Linked DNA regions of Capsicum annuum: region 1 is linked to region 2. Evidence: chromatin contacts called from public Hi-C data. All regions are on one chromosome and are shown on one strand. Each heading gives the region's core, a stretch centred on a gene start, on an enhancer-like site or on the middle of the called end of the contact. The rest is flanking DNA. Distances are from core to core; before and after follow the strand shown.

The links. A called contact is a pair of places that touch in the nucleus more often than the background predicts.
Region 1: a Hi-C map of bud shows a contact between it and region 2, with 3 times the contacts expected there. The contact joins the promoter of LOC107864344 here to the enhancer-like site in region 2. A contact is called at or near these places in 2 of 5 Hi-C or Micro-C datasets (bud and leaf).

The regions. Positions count from the first base shown.
Region 1 is chr3:3,463,894-3,468,436 of UCD10Xv1.1, forward strand. It overlaps LOC107864344 (receptor-like kinase TMK4), which reads left to right and starts at 2,236. Exons shown (of 2, transcript XM_016710694.2): 1 at 2,236-4,543. The coding sequence starts at 2,528.
Region 2 is chr3:3,388,333-3,393,056 of UCD10Xv1.1, forward strand. It overlaps the pseudogene LOC107865633. Among protein-coding and RNA genes, the nearest start is that of LOC107864346, 22 kb to the left of the region's middle. Within about 2 kb of position 2,474, at least 4 of the 5 cell types and tissues checked have an H3K27ac peak or open chromatin away from gene starts, as enhancers often do. A contact at or near this core is called in bud and leaf, where this site is marked.

The DNA.
Region 1 (4,543 bases), core at 986-3,485, 75 kb after region 2:
ATGAGCCCGTTTGAATAAACTGAAAAAAACAAAAAAAAAATTTAAAAGTGCTCTTAAAATTGCTGAACTTATTTTAAAAATAAGCAGTTAAATGTTTGAATTAAAGTGCTGAAATTGAAAAAAAATTATTGATGTGTTTGGTAAATAATGACTATAAACACTTTTTTTTGTTAAAATGACTGACGTACCCTTATAACTGTTAATAATATAAAGAGTTGATTATTATTAATTTTTATTGCTAAAATGATTTAAATTAAAATTAATATATATTCTAATATATATATATATATATATATATATATATATATATATATATTACAAAAATATTTTCACGAATGACTATTAATTTATACGCTAAAAAGTTTTTTTTTGAAGAGTTTAAAAATGTTGAATATTTGTGTTTGAAAAATATAATTATATATTGAAAGATTATTTATTTCTTCATGGTTACGTTAAAATTTCGTATAAACAAGGTGTTTTTTTAATCAAAGTGGGGCTAATTAGCACATTTATTTCAATTAAGGTGGAATTGGAATAAGGTATAATTGCTAGGGGCAAAAAGATAATTTATTTGGTCAACTAAAATAAATTATAAGTTGTTAAAAAAAAAACTGGTTAGTGGGTGCTTCTATATTTTGGCTTAAAAAAAGCCAAATTCAATTTATTTTAAGCATTTAAAATTTTTACCAAACATATTTTTAAGCCAAAAAGTGCTTATAAGTTGGTCAATGCAAAACACCCACTATATTGCTATGTAAATGGTAAACTCTATTTATTTAAAATTATTCTTATATTGATCACTCAAGTAAATAAATTATTATTTTGATCTATTAAATTAATTATTTAAAATATTCAAAACTTTTAATATATCCTTACAAAAATCGGTACTACTCATCTCGTGTGTCATAATCCACATACACAAACTATGGAGAGCGCTAAAATAGCGAAGATGAGAAAATTTCACAAACAACCGAGAGGATCGTTACAATTGAACCCCCTTACTTGAAATCTTGACTCCGCCTCTAGATTTTCTTGAACTTGTTTTTTTTTTTTTTTCTGCTTTCGTCCTATATATATGAGACCACTTTATCATACCAAGTGTACTGTGTATACCATGTTCATGTGATTATTAAAGAGGATATATATATACAAGTCTATTAACGTGGTATCAAAGAGTATCAGTTGGGTATAGAGACTGCACGTACTTGCATAGAATTTTCTTTCTCCTTTTTTAAAAGTATATCAATATAGTATAAAAATGTATCATGTGGTATAAAAGTGTATCAATTAAGTATAGAGACTGCATGTGCCCAATTGAGCCAAATGACTAAAAAAAGAAATTAATTTAGCTAGATGGTTATAACTTATCCACCTTTTCAAATGTGGGCCATTTTTTTTTTAAAATGGCCAACTAATATCCTTTCCCCTATATAAATTGTATCTAAATTACATGGGCCAAAATGATCTAAATTGAGAAAGACTAGGAAATGACTATTATGTGGCATTAATATACCCCGACAGGACATTTCATGTCCATAGAACCAAACTTGTTTTTTCTTTTTCTTTTTTAAAAAGAGCTATATCATGTTTTTTTCCCAATTTTCAATCTCTTCCTCGTGTACTCTTCAGATGTGAAAGCCCAATTAATGGAGGTATATAACATGGACTTGCACATACATTTACATATTTCAATAATAGTCTTCTCACTTATTTCGGCATGACTCGAATACTCAATCTATCGATCATTGACGGAACTGATTAACCACTTGAGTAAGCCTTAACTCTTCGATCAAGTTTATTTGTTACATTTTTTTGTCTTTCTTTTATTCCTCTGTTGAAGCTCTCATCTTTTTACTTTCGTGGTGACTCAAAATTCACAAAATAAAAAAGAGCAGTTTGGCGCACTAAAACCTAGGATTCGGGAAAGGACCCTACCACAAAAATGTATTGTACGCAATCTTATATTGTATTTCTATCAGAGTTAAAAATAAAAGGTGCTTATTACTTACCATCCAAGCAACAATCTCTTCTTTAAAGTGATGGGAAAGAGAAAATAGGAAAGAGATTATAACATGGAGAATCGAACCTTACCACCAAGTGAGAGTAAAGGTAACTAGTTAATCAATCGAGCTACTAGGATTCTCTTCTCCTCCATCTCTTGTCTCGCGTTTTTCTTAACAGAGTTACTTAGATTATTATTTAAAGCTAAGTTGAATTATGTTAATTTAATAGTTTAGATTTAAAATTTTAAATATTTAAAAACTATAACAAAAAATACTACTCTATATACTGCAAGTCTTTTATGTAAATCAAAGTTCAATTCAGTTCTGGTTCTCAGTTTCATGTTCCTCTCCAACATAACTCCCACGTCTCCCTTCTTGTCTTGGCAAAACCAAACCACATTATTCCAGAACAAACTTGAACCCCCACCCCCTCACCCCACCACCCCACCCCACCCCACATCTCCATTCTTCCTTATTTATACACACCACCACCCTAACACCCCGCACCCCACCCCTCACTATCAATGGCTTTCCACCTCTACCTTCTCCTCCTCCTCCTCTTCACTTCCCTTTCCTCCACCTCCTCAGATGATTCCACTGTCATGTCCAAACTCCTTGCATCTCTTTCTCCAACCCCTTCTGGTTGGTCAGCTTCTCAACCTTTCTGTTCTTGGAAAAATGTCAACTGTGACAAGTCTTCAGCTACTGTAACTTCCATTAATCTTGATTCTCAGTCTCTTTCTGGTTCTTTACCTTCAGAACTCTCCCAGCTTTCCAATCTTAAGTCCATTTCTCTTCAAAACAACAATCTTTTTGGCACTTTACCTTCTTTTTCCAACATGTCTAACTTAGCTGAACTTTTCTTGGACAATAACCAATTCACTTCTATACCTCAAGATTTCCTTTTGGGAGTTCCTAGTTTGGTTACTTTAAGTATTGGTCAAAATGGGAAACTTTCTCCTTGGCAAATTCCTATGTATTTGAAAGAAAGTGTAAATTTAGGATCTTTATATGCTAGTAATGCTAGTATTGTTGGTGTTATTCCTGATTTCTTTGATGCTTTTCCTAATTTGCAGAATTTAAGGTTGTCTTATAATAATCTTACTGGTGGTTTGCCTGTGTCTTTTGGTGGTTCTGAAATTGTGAATCTTTGGTTGAATAATCAAGTTAAAGGGTTATCAGGTAGTATTGATGTGATTGGAAGTATGACACAATTGTCTCAAGTTTGGTTACATGCTAATTCTTTTACTGGTAGTATTCCTGATTTGTCAAAATGTGAGAATATATTTGATTTGCAGTTAAGGGATAATCAGTTAACTGGTATTGTTCCTGTGTCTGTGATGTCTCTTCCTAAATTGTTGAATGTTACTTTGCAAAACAATAAGTTGCAAGGTGCATTGCCACAGTTTAGAGATGGGGTTGAGGTTAAACTTGGGAGTACTAATAGTTTTTGTAGGGATACTCCGGGACTGTGTGATCCACAGGTTACTGCACTTATTGATGTGGCTGGTGGTTTTGGTTATCCGTTGTCGTTGGCTGAGTCTTGGAAAGGGAATGATGCTTGTAAGAGTTGGAGTTATATAAGTTGTGATGCTTCAGGGAAGAATGTGGCTGTTGTTACTTTAGGTAAGAGGGGCTTTTCGGGTAGTATTTCGCCTGCTTTTGCGAATTTGACTTCTTTGAGGAGCTTGTTTTTGAATGACAATAATCTTACTGGTACGATTCCGGAGAAGTTGACAACTTTGCCTGATTTACAAGTTCTTGATGTGACTAATAACAATTTGTCTGGTCCTATACCGTTGTTTCCACCAAGTGTTAAATTTACTCATACTGGTAACTTATTGCTTGGGAAGAATATAACTACTGGTGGTGGTGATGGTAGTGGATCGGGAGGTTCTGGATCGAATCCCAGTAGGCCTGGTGAAAGTTCATCTGGAGGTTCGAAGAAGCCTTCAGTTGGAATGATTGTTGGTGTTGTTATTGCTGTTGTTGTTTTCGTGTTAGTAGTGTTGTTTGTGTCTTACAAATGTTGCTTGAAGAGACGCCATAAGAGATTTGGAAGCATTGAGACTCCGGAGAAAAGCAATGAAATGATTAAGCCGAGTCTCCCTAGTGTTGTGGGTGGTTCGAATGGATATACCGGAGGCACCAGTGAGTTACAGAGTCAAAGCAGCGGTGATCATAGTGAGATGCCAGCTTTTGATAATGGAAACGTCGCCATTTCCATCCAGGTCCTTCGACAAGTGACGAACAACTTCAGTGAAGAAAATATCTTGGGGAGAGGAGGGTTTGGAGTTGTTTATAAGGGAGAACTACATGATGGGACTAAGATTGCGGTGAAGAGGATGGAATCTGGGGCGATGGGTACCAAAGGAATGAACGAGTTCCAAGCAGAAATTGCGGTCCTTACCAAAGTCAGACATAGGCATTTGGTTGCTCTACTTGGCTCGTGTGTTAACGGCAAAGAGAGGCTTTTGGTCTATGAGTACATGCCTCAAGGAACTTTGAGTCAGCATTTGTTTGAATGGCAAGAATTAGGA
Region 2 (4,724 bases), core at 1,224-3,723:
GTGGGATATCATTTCGAAAATGAGATCAAAATATCTATTCAGAACATTTTTTATGAGTCCGAACAGAATAGAAATGAAGATGATGACGACGATCTTTACTTTGTTGCTCTTTGTTTTAGACTAGTGAGACAACAAAGGCATTACATGTCTTCTGGTATCGCTTCTCTTCTCTATTTATACTATGCAATATTAATGTTATTCTGCTCAAATGTAAAATTATTGCCGAGGTGAATTTAGAATTTAATCTTTATGAATTCAAAAGTTTTACTAAACTGAAAATATAATATTTATATCACTTAGTTGAGACTTAATCCCATATCCGCATTCCCTTTTTTCAAATGTTGACATGTTCTTTTAAGCTGAGAGTCTTTCACAAACAGAGATAAAGGTAAGGTCTGTATACACTCTATCGTCCTTAAATTTGACTTGTGAGATTATATTGGATATATTGTTGTTATTGTTAGATGTGGCTTTGTTAAAACTCAAAACTAAAAAAGAACATATAGTCAAGTTAAATTAGCTTAGAGGTAATTCAATTACAAATGAAAGAGTAAACACATTTTCATTCCCACTTATAGTTAGATGGGTAGAGTTGTCAAAATGGGCTTGGCCTGTGAGGCCGGATCAATTTAATTCTTTAATTAAGTGAGGTTGGGTTAAGTTTTTTCAGCCTATTTAGAAATGAGGCTTATAAAGCCAGCCTCACTTGGCCTATCGGCCTCAGAGGCGTAACCCGTCGGCCTCAGAGACCAGCCCATGGGCTGGGACATTAAGAATAATTATTAAACATTTCTAAGTTGGTCATTGTTTTCATTAGGAATTAGAATTTTGTCAATCTTTACTAACTAGCTACTTATTTTTTCTATCCATTCTTTGGTTGATACTAATTTTTTGAAACTTCTTAGTGTGTTTTTGAAATGACTCGTAAGCTGCTTTTAGTTGTAAAATTCAAAAAGTTGTTTTTACTCGCGATGCTTTAGTAGTTGTTGCATTTGCTTAATGCAATATTCTGTTCTTTAAATTTAGGCTCTTTTTGTTATAGTCTTATAACTTTTATGTAGATACTTTGTGTATATTTGTATTTATTATCTTGACCATATTAGAATTTTTCTACGATATTTGTAGCAAATCATCATTTATTTGCTTATTACAGTAAATGCCATGAACTAATTACAACTACGGGATCGTTTGGTGTGAGGTATAAGGGATAAATAGTCCGGGATAAAATGAAGGACTATTTTATCCCATGTTTGGTGTGAGGTATTAGTTAGTATTAAAATTATTTATCACACCATTTACACCATAGTGATGAGATAAATTATCCGTATACATGGTGGAATAACTAATCTCGAGATTAATTATCCCCAGATAACTCTTTCCCAACCTAATAACCCTTAAAGGTAATAGTAAGATGCGTATAACATGCTAAAAACTAGTAGGAGACATTTTAAAGTGAAATCATAAAAGTTGGTGATAGTCTAGTACTTACAATATTTTCGTTTATCATATTTGAGGTTGCTTTTATTTTTATGAAGGGCAAACCCGTTTCGACCTGCAGCCCGCTTAGGACTGGGTTGAACTGCTATTTTAAAGGTCCTTTATTTAAAAGGCTAGCCCGTCCTAGCCTATTTAATTCTCTAGCCCGCTAGAGTTTGGTTGGGTTGGGCCAGCACATTTTGACAGCTCTATAGATACGTAATTACAGACAACAAAATTTAATTTGTGAATACTCTTAATTAGAAATCCATTGGAAAAATAACTATCCAGACGAGTATTAATTGCTTGTACCTATGTCATCTTATCTTCATTTCCACTTATAGTTAAATGTGTAATTATGCACAGTAAAATTTAATTTATGAATACTCCTAACTAGAAATCAATTGAAAAAATAATTATTCAGACGATACGCATGTCATCTTTTGTAAAGTTATAACTATTTTTTTATGAAGAAGATGTGCATAGATTAAAAGGACTAAACAGAGTTCATGAACCTAATCTAGCTCAGTTACAAAAACAGGTCATGCCCAATAGAAGCTACAGTTGAAGGTACGTCCCTACAATAACAAGTTCCTATCTTATCCGTCCAAATATCATGGCCTACAAAAAGTGAAAGGGGGGGGGGGGGGGGGACATCCAAAAATATATAATTTGCAAATTGATTCTGCTTTACTCTTTCTTTTGCCAAAGCATCCACAACCCGATTTTGCTATTTATAGCTGTGACGAACCTCCCATTCTTTTTATCAAGGATCTGCAAGCATCAAGGATAGGGTTACATAATAAATGACTGTGCTGCAACATAAGGATAATCAGCTGGGAATCAATGGTAATTTCAATTGAAAAAGATGGTGTTCTATAGCAACAACAAAACCTTTATGTAAAGCTAAGAGTTCCATATGGATATTAATAGTGTAATGGAAGCTTTGGAAGAAACCCCAGATCCAATGAGTCTCTAATGACTCCCCCAATAATACATTTTCCAGGATTTCCATGGCAAGCTCCATTAGTATTGAGCTTGAAGTGATTATTAGAAGGAGGGGTCCAGCTAACAAGGATGGAAAGACGAGGGGCAGGGTGCTCAAGTGGAAGAACTCTATAGCCTTAGAATAGGCATTGTTAATACTGGGATGACAATTGAGATTATTATAGAGATTATTGTTCCTGTTCTTTCAGATTTACCAGAGGTAGAAGGGGAGAAGGACGGACCAGGAATCAAATTGTCGAAAGAGAAATAGAGGAGGTATTTTTGGTGTTGTCCCAATGAGAAGGGGAAAAGTGCTAAGTAGTGATGGTGAGGCTACCCATATAATAATTAATGAGATCAGTCCAAAAGGAAGTAGCACAGTTACAATAAAAAAAGATATGAGGGATATCCTCGGAGGGGTGGTTGCAAGTTAGGCAGGGGGGTTAATATTTACGCCCCTATGAGCCAAAATGGCTCTTGTAGAAAGACTTTTGTAGTGCATCAGTCATAGAAAGAATTGTAACTTGTTAGGGATACGAGTGTGTTAGATCCAATTCCAAGAAGAGGTGGAGGGGATCGGAGTTAGACTCTCTCCTGCTTAAGTGAAAACAAGCACTCTTGCAGAAAAAAGTATCCTTGTCAATCAAAATCCAAAAAGGAGAGTTAGTTTTCAGCTTAGGATTAGGAAGAAGATATGCTTGGTAGCTAGGGAATTTGAAATGGGAGGAAACTAAGATTTCATTTCCCATTGTTCCAAATATGAAATAAAGAGGAGGGAGGGCAGGAATTTAGAAGAGGGCCCTAGATAAGCTGGCAAAGGGTGTCAATTAGGAATCCATCTGTCCCTTCAAGTATCCACCTTATTACTATTATAAATACCCCACTGAATATCATTCCTACATAAGGTCCAACTTCTAGAGATATTCCTCGAAATTCTAAAGACATAGGGAGTGGGATTATCCAAATTGTTTCTGTACTTATTAGTAAGGACAATAGCCCAAAGTGAGGAGGGAGTGGAATGGATCCTCCAAGCCAAGCTACAAAGAAGAGTGTCATTCTTAATACTAGCCTTCTGCATACCTAACTCACCATCTCTCTTTGTCTTAGTTATGGTGTCCTATCTGCATTTTCTTCTAAGAATTAGTGGTCCCCCATGTGAAGTTCCTCTGAATTCTATTAGTAAGCTTAAAACTTCTCCCAGGAAAGAAGTTATACTGCTTCACATGATTAGCATCCCACTTAGAGAGGTTTTAGCTAAGATAGTTCTGCCAGTCATGTTAAGAAAATTGATTTTCCACCCCACTAGTTCACTACTCATATTCTCCATGATAAATTGAAAGTCATTAGCCCTAGGAGTGAATTGGAACATAGGAAATCTCAAGTATTTCCAAAGCTGGAATTGGGTTTAGTGCCTAGAATGCTAGAGAGATCCTATTGGGTGGCAAGGTTGTAGTTTTTGGAGAAAAAACCTTTTGGCAAGATTAACCTTCTAACCCGAGTGATCAGTGAAACTTTGAAGGATATTTATTTGTGATAGTAAAGCAGTTGCCTCTATCAGGCCTGGCAAAGAGGGTGATATCATCAGCAAAGAAAAGATGAGAGATAAGGGGGCCCTTTCTGTTGATAGAAATGGGGGTCTACTTAAGGATGTCTACTTATGATTAATTCTCCTAGAGAGAAGTTTCATGCAAAGGATAAAAAAATTAGAGGGACATGGAGTCTCCCTGTCTAATGCCCCTAGTAGGCTTGAAGTTGGGGGTGGTGCTTCCATTAACAAGAACAGAGATAAAGGATGTGGAGATGCGGGACATAATAAATCTAAAGAGGGTGGGGAGAAGTTAAAGAAGAATAGAGCTTGTCTGATGAAAGACCATTCAAGCCTATCAAAGCCTTTCTCAAGGTCTATCTTTAGAAGTATATTCCCTTTTTTACCGGTCACTCTATTGAAATGATTCAAGTACTCTTGAACAATAATAACATTATCTACAGCTCTTCTAGAGGAGAGGAAGCTGGCTTGATTATGCCCAATAATATCCTAAAGAAAGGGCTTGATTCTGTTGGCAACTATTTTGGTGATAATTTTGTACTGGTATTACAAAGCTCTATGAGTCTAAAATTCTTAAGAGAAGAAAGCATTTTTGCACTTAGGAATTAGATAGATGTAGGTAGACTGGTAGAGTTGACTCTATCTTCCATAAGAGACTTGGAGAAGGTGGAAGGATCTCTTCATGGGACAAAGAATCCAAAACACCCAATTCTTC